Regions from separate parts of the Sus scrofa genome. Here region 1 is linked to region 2. The links are chromatin contacts, called in public HiChIP or PLAC-seq maps. All regions are on one chromosome and are shown on one strand. Each heading gives the region's core, a stretch centred on a gene start, on an enhancer-like site or on the middle of the called end of the contact. The rest is flanking DNA. Distances are from core to core; before and after follow the strand shown. Region 1 holds the start of TLN2 (talin-2). Region 2 overlaps TLN2 (talin-2).

What was found. HiChIP or PLAC-seq counts read pairs in DNA pulled down with a chosen protein or histone mark.
Region 1: an H3K27ac HiChIP or PLAC-seq map of skeletal muscle shows a contact between it and region 2, with 4 times the contacts expected there. The contact joins the promoter of TLN2 here to the enhancer-like site in region 2. A contact is called at or near these places in 1 of 5 promoter capture datasets (liver), 5 of 47 Hi-C or Micro-C datasets (embryonic fibroblasts, heart right ventricle, liver and 1 more) and 1 of 2 datasets of contacts at active chromatin or transcription factors (skeletal muscle).

What each region holds. Positions count from the first base shown.
Region 1 is chr1:109,677,240-109,682,861 of Sscrofa11.1, forward strand. It overlaps TLN2 (talin-2), which reads right to left and starts at 3,424. Exons shown (of 59, transcript XM_021094283.1): 1 at 3,295-3,424.
Region 2 is chr1:109,556,117-109,562,242 of Sscrofa11.1, forward strand. All of the region lies in intron 2 of TLN2 (talin-2), which reads right to left. Among named protein-coding and RNA genes, the nearest start is that of TLN2, 120 kb to the right of the region's middle. Within about 2 kb of position 4,850, at least 14 of the 83 cell types and tissues checked have an H3K27ac peak or open chromatin away from gene starts, as enhancers often do. A contact at or near this core is called in retroperitoneal adipose tissue and skeletal muscle, where this site is marked.

The sequences.
Region 1 (5,622 bases), core at 2,174-4,673, 120 kb after region 2:
AGCCAGGAGTGGAGGACTGGGGAAATCAGTATAATTTTGAGATGTAAAAGAAACTGGACTACCAAATCTCACACACACACACACACACACACACACACACACACACACACCTCTTTATAAAACCTGACTTCGCTTTAATATGCTCTAGGGAACAGTTGAAAAACCCTGAACAAGTAGATTTAACAGTAGGTGAATCAAGATCCATATAAATATGCCTATGCCTGTAAAGAATATCCCCCAATAACTCAATCAACAGGAGCAAGTTTAAAGGATCACTTGCCCTTTAGAGGAAGAAGTATAACCTCAATGCCAAAAACAGAACTCGTTCCTATCTCCTTCATGACCTGAGTGGGTACAAAGGCAGAGAAAAACCAGTAACTTCCCCAATCTGAAGAGCCTGGGTTTCTGTGATTCAAGGTACCACTTCTAAGCCTGGAAACTTACAAAAAGGATGAAGGCTTTCAGCAACTGATTTGATTCTCTTCTAAATTAATTATGCTAATTTTAAACGAATGTGTCTTAAGCCCAGAGTGTTCTCCACAATTCTAGGGCTCACTGAAAACAAAATTAGCATCCCTGCAGGTATCCCTCCCCTCTCAAGGCCATTTGTCTTGTCACATCCGCTGCCCCTCTTGGGTTTTTGCATAGATATCTGAAATCAGCCAACAAGGAAGATAAAAATCTTAGCAATTCAACGGTTGACATTCTCACTGGAGGCACTTAGAAAAACAGACTCAAGGGCAGCCTAATCCCTGACATCACAGGGCACATCTCTGAGATGAAAACCTACCCCTCCTCCCCCACATCCCCTTCAGTGATCCCTTGAAGCCTCTCCAATGATGAAGCCCTAAAGTGCTGACATGACCTCAATACTATGGCATCATTTCAGTAAAACGCCAAGGAGAGAGGCTGACACGTTCCTGCCAGCGAACTGTAGGTCAGCAAACACGCCCTTGCCCTGCCCTTTCACAAAGCAGAGATCAGTCTCTTTCAAAAGTAAAGATTCCCCACCGCCCCACTCCTAAGAGAACTCTGTAGAAGAGAGGGGAGCGCGCAACCTGAAGAAAGTCACTGCTCAGCACCCTCAGGTACTACCACAAACTAAAGTGATACTTAGAGCATCAGGGTGCTCGCAATTGATGTATATTTGGGGATCCAATGCTCCAGAACATCATCCCTATCTCCTATCTCTCACTCTGTCGTGGACCACGCCAACTCCTCAGCTCATTCCTTTCCTATCTTCTGGGAATAGCCAGAGGTTTTTCACCACGAGCGAGACACGGGGAATCTGAATCAACTTCCTTTCCCCAAGTCTCCTGGGCTCTTCCCAGGCAGCAAAAATCCAAGTTTCCCCATGCGTCACCTGAAGCCCCAACTTCTGGAAACGCCCCCCTTACCTCGCCTCCGAGAGCTGGCACCGCGGCAAGAGGCGGGCACGCAGCCGCCGGCGCCGCCGCTGCCACTGTCGCCGCCGCAGCCAGGGAGGCGAGGAGTCTCGGGCTGGTCTTCGGCCCCGGAGCCACCGCACCCTAGGCCGTCCGCCCTAACACGATAACCCGGGCGCCTCGTCTCCGCAGGGAGTGAGCACCCGCGCCCTGGGGGGCGCCCAGGCAGATCCCGACGCCGGCAAAACGCTCCACACCCGCACCCTGCCGGGGGACGCGTCCAAGCGCACGGCTCGGGTGGAGCGCCCGGGTGGCCGCGGCGGCAGGAGAGGGGCGTGTTCCTTGCGCCGGCGGGACCCGGGAAGGAGGCGAGCCTAGCGCGCAGTCCCCGACGGCGGCTCTCGGCCCTCAATGCCGGCCAGCTGGCCTGACGACGCGCTGCAGCCCGCGCGCCCTTGCGGGGACAGGCGCCGTGCGCGCCCCACGGGGCTGCCTCCGTGCCGGCCTGGGCGCGCAAACTTTCTGGGCGAAAACCGCTCCAGCCTCTCCGGCGGGGACGCCGCGCTCTCCCCGGGGCCCACCAACTGTTCGCCCCCTCCCCTCCGTAGCCAAGACCCACTGAAAATATGGCGCCCTCGAATGTCGCTCCTCGGTCCCCTCGGGGGATCTCGAAATGCCAGGCTCCAGGACCCCTGGCTCCCGGCAGGCGCGAAATTTCAGCTCCTGAGGCCGAAGTAGGGGAGGGTGCCCCTCGTCCAACGCGAGGCCAGCGGCACTCAATCCCAATCCTCCCCTCGCTCCTGGTCCCTCAGCAGCCAGCAGTTTGCTTGCGGCGAGAATGCCAAGTAAAGGGGAGTCGTGGAATCAGCAGGTCTGAGAGTCCGGGACTGGGAAAAGAGCTCCGCACCAGCCGGCAGTCTTGCTTGGAGCCTGGCTGGAGACTTGTTTGCAAAGTGGCGCTAGAGTCGGGGCGACCAGTGCTGGAATGAAGCCGCTCCGCCCGCGCCAACTCTCCCGGCGCGGGGGCCCGGCCGGGGCCGAGGGGACACTGCGTGCAGGCGGGGCCGCTTTTCAAAGCCCAGTTACCGGAAACCTAGCGGGAGCCCCGGAGGGGACCGGCTGCTCACAGCTAGGTATCTGCTCGCCGGCTACGAGGCTGTTTGCAAACCGCGGCGCCCAGGTCCAGTGCAGTGAAACATAATGTGCAATAGACAGGTGCATTAATTTTATTTTATTTTTATTTTCCTGCAAAAAGCCCTCCTAAAACATCAAACCTGAGAGCTTTAAGGGGTTTTTTCTGCATTGCTATCACTCACGAGATGCAAAAGGAAGGGGTAAACCACCCACATTTTCCTTCTGTAGATGGGAGGGAAAAGACACGAGAAATTCATGCAACATGCATGCAGGTGGAGGAAGAGGAAAACCCGAGTGAGCCGTGCGCCTTACCGGGGAATGCATTTACTGTCTCATTGCAGAGCGCCTGCCCGGGAGTGCAGCCGGCGTCCCCCCGCGCGCCCGGCGACCGCTCTGCTCCCGCAGCCGCCTCAGCCGCTGCCGCCGCCGCTGGCTCCAGGCGCGGAACAAGAGCCGAGGGCGAGCGCGAGCGCACGGCCCGGGAGCGCCGGGAGGGCAGGAAGCGCGTCATCACTCGGGGACGGCGCGGCCCCGCGCGGCTCCGGTCCGGTCGCGGCGCAGCGCGGCACCGGAGTTGGGCCGGCTCGGGCGCCCTGGGTCCCCTCCTGGGTCTCTAGCCCGCCATCCGGTCTTAAGAGGGTCCGCGAGCCTAAGGGACGCGCCGGCCTAACTGTCGCAAAACTCGGGCTCTGCTTTGTAAGGGGGAGAGGGATGCACCGTCTCGGGGAATGGGGCCCCTGGGTCCGCAGAGCGCTTCCCAGGGCCGCTAGCCTACCTCTGGAGGAAGCGAGGTGCGGTTCCGACGGGAGGATCCTCATGGGCTGTGGCGTCCTATTGCGAAGCTTTCAGCGGGAACCCTAAGCGGAATCGTCCTTCTTCTCACGTGTTACACACGTCGACACCTGGGCAGAGGTCATTTAGTGATTTAGAGACCGGCTTTAGGAATGAGGGGCATAATCTATGAAATTCATAAGAAGAAATTTTCCTCCTGCCTACTGTGCCCTTAAATAAAGTCAATTACATACCTCTTTGATTTACACAGCCATTAGGAAGTGTTGTAGGATGGCCTGAAACAATTTGAAGTTATTAAGGAGACCGGGAGACAAATCACAAAACACTGTGTACCATATGATCCCATTTTTAAAACTATGATGTGTGAAGAGAAGCAGAAAAGACTGGACCCATAAACACTAAGACCATTAACATCTAGATTTTTGTAAGGTTGTAGGTGATTTTTCTTTTTCTGCTTAGTTCTAGTTTCTGATTTTTCTGTAAGGGACACGTTGCTTTTGTAATTCAAGAAAAAATTGTAATACAATGAGAGGTCGTATTTTTTTTTCAATCCTAGTATAAGATGACCAGGATGAACCCCTTTCCCCCCAAAATAGGTAGCACATCTCTTCGGTTACTCACAAATTAAACTGCTACAACTTTTTAGTGTTTCTCAGAGCATGAAATTGTTGTTTCTATGAATTGGAGATAATGTAAATTGAAACTATCTTGAAGTAGTCCACTGGGACATTGGATAAGGCTGGACACTCTATACAAACAATAGCATGTTCTCCTCCAGGTAAATGGACTTGATTTTATCACAACCATAGAGATCTTTACACCATTAGTGGACAGTAAGTGTAACTTATTGCAGGGAATAAACTTTATAAATCAAAAAGCACAGTCACAGAACCAATTAACTGGCAATCTGAGAAAGTTTTAAAGTTGGAGGGCACAGGCTGCTTTTTCTTTTTTCTTTTTTTTTTTTTTTCCTTTTGTCTTTTTAGGGCTGCACCCTCAGCATATTGAAGTTTCTGGGCTGGGAGTCAAATCAGAGCTGTAGCTGCAGACCTACACCACAGCCATAGCAACACCAGATCCGAGCCTCTTTGTGACCTACACCACAGCTCACAGCAATGCCAGATCCTTAACCCACTGAGCAAGGCCAGGGATTGAACCCACATCCTCATGGTTACTAGTCAGATTCACTACCACTGAGCCACAGCGGGAACTCCCACAGGCTGCTTCTAATTGCACAGGAAAAGGGGTTCTGTTCATCACATCTTTTAAACATTCACCAGTCTAACAGTAACTGGTGGTGGCAGGAAGCCACCTCAGGGCATGATTAAAAAATAACTGTTTACTGCTTTTTTTTTTTTTTTTTTTTTTTTTTTTTTTTTGCTTTTTAGGGCTGTACCCATGGCATGTGGAGATTCACAGGCTAGGGGTCTAATCGGAGCCGCAGCGGCTGGCCTATGCTACAGCCACAGCCACAGCAACGCAGGACTGAGCCGCATCTTCGACCTACACCACAGCTCACAGGAACACCAGATCCTTAACCCACTGAGCAACACCAGGGATCAAACCCACAACCTCATGGTTCCTAGTCAGATTCGTTTCCACTATGCCACAAAGGGAACTCCGTTTACTGCTTTCTATAAGAAATTGGTGGAGTTCCCATCGTGGTTCAGTGGTTAATGAACCCGACTAGCATCCATGAGGATGTAGGTTTGATCCCTGGCCCTCGCTCAGTGGGTTAAGGATCTGGCATTGCCGTGAGCTATAGTGTAGGTTGCAGACGCGACTCGGATCCCATGTTGCTGTGGCTGTGGTGTAGGTCGGCAGCTACAGCACCAATTAGACCCCTAGCCTGGGAACTTCCACGTGCCACAGGTGCAGCCCTAAAAAAAGACCAAAAAAAAAAAATTGGTAATAAGCTCATTAATGCCACCCATATTGTTCCTTGGTTTACTGAAAAGGAGCAACCATATTTTTATAGCTTAAATGACAGCTTTATGTAAGAAGGTCTTCAAGATGAAGAGAAGAACTGAACTGATTGCAACTAGAGTAACTTTCCCTTCCACTTTGTCCTCAGTTCACAGGGCCCAATGATTTTCCATCAAGCATCTCAAAATCAGTTTTTTACCCCAAGGATTGTAAGATTTTCAATCACTAATTCACCCTTCTCAAAGTATACCATACTGTTCTGCTGCCTGCCAATGAGAGGACATTTAATGTTAGAAAGCAAGCTCCATGAAAGCAAGGATCGTATCTGCACCTCTGTGCCTAAAATAGGACTGGCACATAGTAGATGTACAATAAATACTTAGCA
Region 2 (6,126 bases), core at 3,600-6,099:
CATCCCAGACTGGCAGACTGGTGGAGGGAGAACTTTCACTCTTCCTCACCTCAGGCAAATTCCTTAACTTGCTCTCTACCAATGTCACAAAACAATCCTTAACCCAGCATGAGGAAGGGACCAAGCTGAAGTTTCACCTAACATCTAATATTTGTGCCTTCTAGAAGACAGAGCCAGTGCTGTGGCTCTAGCCTGGGGCCACCAGATCAATTACAGAGCTGAGTGAAGACTCACCCACCAGCTGTGCTCCCCACACCCAGACCCTGGTTAGAGGGCAGGTGGGCTCCAGTGGGTGGAACCCCAGGACAGAACTACCAAAGAACAATGGCTACACAGGAGTCCTTGCTTATAATGAGATGCCATGGGATTGTTTAAATGTTAGGATTTCCTAGGACATTTTAAAATAGGTTTGTTTAAATGAACATAAACCAGAATTGAGACAACTTTTCCTGAGCACTATGCATAAGCTCAAGTGAGATTCACTTGCAAAATAAGAGGACAAGAAAGACAGGCAGGAGAACCAAAGTCTATTATCTGAAGGTACCACCAAGAAACACTGCTTTTTGGGGTTTATTGTTTGTTTTTGTTGCTACCCAACAAAAAAAGGGCAGTGTTAAGAACAGTCCAGAATAAAAAAAAAAAAAAAGAAAAGAAAAAGCAACAGCAACTTCTTCCTGTTATCCTTTCAGCATTTAGCACAGTGCTTCTCCCTCTTGAATACATGATTACCATAAAATGTAATCCTCTGATAATAAAATCAACTATTAAAATCTATCTAAATGAACTATCAAAACTAAGTCTGTGATCTATCTTGAGTTCATTTTTTTCAACATGGTATAACCTAAGAATCAATCCATACAGATACCTAATTGTTCTAGCACCACTTGTTGAAAACCCAACCCATTCTCTATTGAATTAGTTTGCTCCTTTAGTAAAAATCTGTTGACTAGTTATTTATGGGTCACTAGACTGCTCTAGGGATCTCATAGGTCTACCTTACAGGATGCCACATGGTCTTTTATTTATATCATTTTGTGGTAAAACTTGAAATTACAGAGGTGAGCCCTCCAACTATGTTGTTTGTTTTTTTTCTCCAAAATTGTCTTGGCTACTCTGAAGCCTTTGCATTTCCATGTAAATTTTAGCACCGGTTTGTTGATGTCTTAAGACTGTTTCAAAATACCCTTCTGGTTAACTATATCCAGTCTCTTGGGACAGACCGTGGTGGAAAATAATATGAGAAAGGGAATATGTGTGTATGTATAAGTATGTGTACAGATACATATAGATAGACAGATGTATATATCTATATGTGTATATATATGTAGATATAGATATCTACATATATATAGATATATGACTGAGTCACTTCGTAGCCGAAATTGGCACAACATTGTAAATCAACTATAATTTTAAAAAATATTTTTTAAAATAAAATACTCTTCTAGAATTCTGACAGATTGCACTGAATCTTCAGGTCAGTTTGGGGAAGGGATATCTTTTTTTTTTTAATGATTTTTATTTTTTCTATTATACCTACCTAGTTTACAGTGTTCTGTCAATTTCCACAGTACAGCCAAGAGACCTAGTCACACATACATATATACATTCTTTTTCTCACATTATCCTCCATTGTGCTCTGTCATTGGTGACTACATATAGTTCCCAGTGCTATACAGCAGGATCTCATTGCTCATCCCTTCCCAAAGGCAATAGTTTGCATCTATTAACCCCAGATTCCCAGTCCATCCCACTCCTTCCCCCTCCCCCTTGGCAAACACACGTCTGTTCTCCAAGTCTGTGAGTTTCTTTGCTGTGGAAAGGTTCATCTGTGCCATATATTAGATTCCAGATATAAGTGATATCATATAGTGTTTAGCTTTCTCTGACTTAATTCACTTAGTATCAGAGTCTCTAGTTCCAGCCATGTTGCTACAAATGGCATTATTTTGTTCCTTTTTATGGCTGAATAGTATTCCATTGTGTATATATACCACATCTTCCTAATCCAAGCATCTGTAAATGGACATTTAGGTTGTTTCCATGTCTTGGCTATTGTGAATAGTGCTGCAATGAACATACGAGTGCATGTGTCCTTTTCAAGGAAAGTTTTGTCTGGATATATACCCAAGAGTGGGATTGCTGGGTCATATGATAATTCTATATTTAGTTTTCTGAGGTACCTCCCATGCTGTTTTCCACACTGGTTGTACCCAATTTACATTCCCACCAACAGTGTTAGGAGGGTTCCCTTTTCTCCTCACCCCCTCTAGCATTTGTTATTTGTGGACTTATTAATGATGGCCATTCTGACAGGTGTGAGGTAGTACCTTATAGTAGTTTCGATTTGCATTTCTCTAATGATCAGTGATGTTGAGCATTTTTTCATGTGCCTGTTGGCCATCTGTATATCTTCTTTGGAGAAATGTCTATTCAGGCCTTTTGCCCAGTTTTCAGCTGGGTTGTTGGCTCTTTTGTTGTTGAGTTGTGTAAGTTGTTTATATATTTTAGAGATTAAGTTCTTGTCTGTTGCATCATTTGAAACTATTTTCTCCCATTCTGTAAGTTCTCTTTTTTTATAGTTTCCTTTGCTATGAAAAAGCTTGTCAGAGTGATTAGTTCCAATTGGTTTATTTTTGCTTTTATTTCTGTTGCCTTAGGAAAGTAACCTGAGCAAATATTTGTAAGGTTGATGTCAGAGAATGTTTTGCCTCTAGGAGTTTGATGGTGTCTTATGTTTAAGTTTTTAAGCCATTTTTAGTTTATTTTTGTGCATGGTGTGGGGTGTGTTCCAGTTTCACTGATTTACATACGGCTGTCCAATTTTCCCAGCACCACTTGCTGAAAAGATTGTCTTTTGAGGGGAGGGTATATCTTTATGTTAAGTCTTCCAATTCCTAAACAAGGGACCTATCTCCATTTACTTGCAGGACTATCAGAATTAAGCAAAAACATAAAATCTTCAACTACTACCTTGTCTGCCAGGAAAGAAAGAACAGTTGGAATACAGAAAATCCCTGCAAATTTACAACTTTACACAATTCCTTCACAAGCTTTACACACAATGAGTTATAGTGATGGATAAATAAAGGCTCAAAATTGTAATTATCAGACAACAGGCAGATGTGGCAACAAAGCCCAGGTACTCATTTTCCCCAATTCAGATTCTCAAGTCTTAGATACTGTACAGTTGGCTGACAACTACAAATCAAAGGGAGGGTTGTCAAGAGAGAGAACAACTGGGGAAGTGGTGTGAGCCCCACCATAGGACAGCCACCTACTTCTAGAAGCCAAGTGAGGCTTTCTTACTCTACCACGCCTTCAGACAAAGAGCTCACAGGACAGAGGAGGAGGGGAAGGGGCCAATAAAAGAGGAAAATAAATTCGGAACAGGAAAAAACTTCTAGAAAGACCTCAGATGGAGAAGAGCCAGGAGAGGAAATGGGCAGGGCACGCTATGGGAGCTCCACAGAGCAGGGCCAAGGGCACCCGAATGGCCACTAGGAAGCCTGGGAATTTCCAGGAAGGGAAAAGCAAAGGGGGAGGGTGGGCACTGTGTTTTCCTTCTCAGTCCACAGCCAGAAAATCACTTGCCTACTGACCTTTAGAAGGTGGTGGCATAAGTAAATCCACTAGTTACTTAAGAAAACTCTGGATGTCAAAAAAGCACTTTGGGGTTAAGTAGACAACATCAGTGTTCTATATTGCAGTAAGTGGAGGACTCAAGTTCAGAACAGGATAAATACCAACCATATGTTACATCAAGATATGCCATAGGTCCTTGATGATGCCAGGTGCCTGGGGACGGTTAGTTCAGATCTCAAAGCTACACGCATAGAATTCAGGGTCATTCTGAGGAAGGTCAGCATGTTTGTTTGTTTCACTCCAAGTGGGTGATTTTGTTGTTGTTGTTTTGTTTTGTTTTTGCTTTTTAATGCCACACCCACGGCATATGGATGTTCCCAGGTCAGGGGTCTAATCGGAGCTACAGCTGCCGGTCTACACCACAGCCACAGCAACGCCAGATCCGAGCTGCGTCTGCAACCTACACCACTGCTCATGGCAACGCAGGATTCTTAACCCACTCAGCGAGGCCAAGGATCGAACCCGCAACCTCAAGGTTCCCAGTCGGATTTGTTTCCACTACGCAACAATGGGAACTCCTCCAAGTGGGTAATTTTTACTTTTTTTTTTCCACACCTCACAGATTATCTACAGTAAACACATTACTTCTGAAATTAATAAAAATAAAACTCTTTAAATGACTACCGAGGGAATTTTTCAACTCTGTTTCAGCAGAGCTCCAAAACTGGCCACGTAAATCCAGGCATTCTCGATGAATGTGGCCAGGTCTTAAGGTATGAAGCATGTGGCCTTGGAAGAGCAGGCAGCTAATAGAGAAACAGCTTACAAGACAGCAAACAAAGCTGTAAAGTGAAAACTACCCGAGCTTTACAAAACTGTTTTCCTCCAACTCTCCTCTAGGCTTAATGACACCTAAAATGCAAAGATTAGCCTCAAAGTTGTTACCAGGAATCCAGAAGGAAGGGAGGCAGGTGACAGGAAAGCAGGGTCCAAGACCATTTATCACCCAGCCTTTACATTTCACGCTGACTTGCCATTTTGCCAAGTGGCAGTTCTCACAGCCGGCCTTTGTGTTCACATTTCCCAATTCCATCTCCAAACCTGGATCCTGAGCCAAAGATTTCGTCCCTCTCCCTTGTCCCAGAGCTGGGCCAGAAGCCAAGCAACAGATGACACAACATGCATCTTTATGGATCAATAGAGTTGTGATAACCAACTTTAAAGTCCAGAATGCAGAGGATCCCTCTCTGATATTGGCCCTTTCAGGAGAGCCCAGCTATCATAGGCCCAGTGCTTACTGCAGTGAACCTGATGCCCAGAGCCTGGAATGACTTGTCCAAGGTCAGGCACCAGTTGGCAGCACAGGCTTGCCATCCTGGCTGACCCCCCTACCCACAGCTTTTCCCATTATGTCACAAAGACAACCTTCCTCAGAAACTTCAAAGCCTAAAAGCTCAATTTACATCCTCTGAAGGGAAGCCAGCAATCCAAGCATTCTTTTTTGGCAACTCCATGTTTTAAAGGCACTTAAGAAAATCTGTCAAATTCAGAAAATTCAAGCTACAATATCGTTTCCAAGAAAAACAAGGCTTGTTTTTAAAAGACGCTAAGTAGGAAATAAGCAGCCTTGTCAAAAGGAATAGACCCCAAGTTCTGAAAAGACTCCTGCAGCTGAGGAAAGCTGTGATGATATCTTCCAATTCATGCATTAGACCGCCCTATTCCTGAAGGCACAGTCACCTGTCACCAGGCCTCCCACTGGGCCCATCAGAGGCCTAGGACAAAGAAAGCAATACAGACCACAAAGCCATGCTACATGCCATGCTGTCTGTACCCACTGGGGCTACTGTGTCCAAATCATGCTTCGCTGCTTTTCAGCTAGTATCTTAGTACTAACCCTTCATGGACATGAGACCCATTTATTAGTTATCTACCTTGGAAATCATCTTCTCCGAAATCAGTTATAAGATTCCTCAAAATAGATCTTTAGAAAATAAACAAGGAATGATCAGTGAGACTTCCATTAGGTACAGTATAAAATCATTCACCACTTTAAAATCCTGCAGGTCTAACTAGGTGTAATTAAAGAAAAGAGCCACTTCCAGAGGGCAACGCAGGCCAGTGTGGCTGGATTCCTTTCATTGTGTCTATTCCTTCCCAAGGACAACTTGCAGTCATTCTGCCACTTAGATATGCTGCACCAGAGCAGGTGGCCTTACAATTCAGAGGGTGACCACACCATGAAAAGCTCTAGCCAAGAATTAAGGTTTTTCCCAGGGCAGTGGAAGCACAAGCTTCATTCAGGGGAGAGCCAATCAAAAAACTGAGGGTGGTATCCAAGCAACCTCATGGAAGTGTGGCCCCCTCAGTTCAAGCCCAGCAGGGACAGAACTGACGGAAGTTCTCAATGGCCAGTCATGGATGTCCACCCTGGCCTTCCCCTTGGCCTCAGCCAAAGGCATGTTTGACAACCCCAGGCCAAGAGACACATGTGACCGGCTCAGGAGGAAGGGGAACAAAAGGGACTTTGTATAGCCCCGA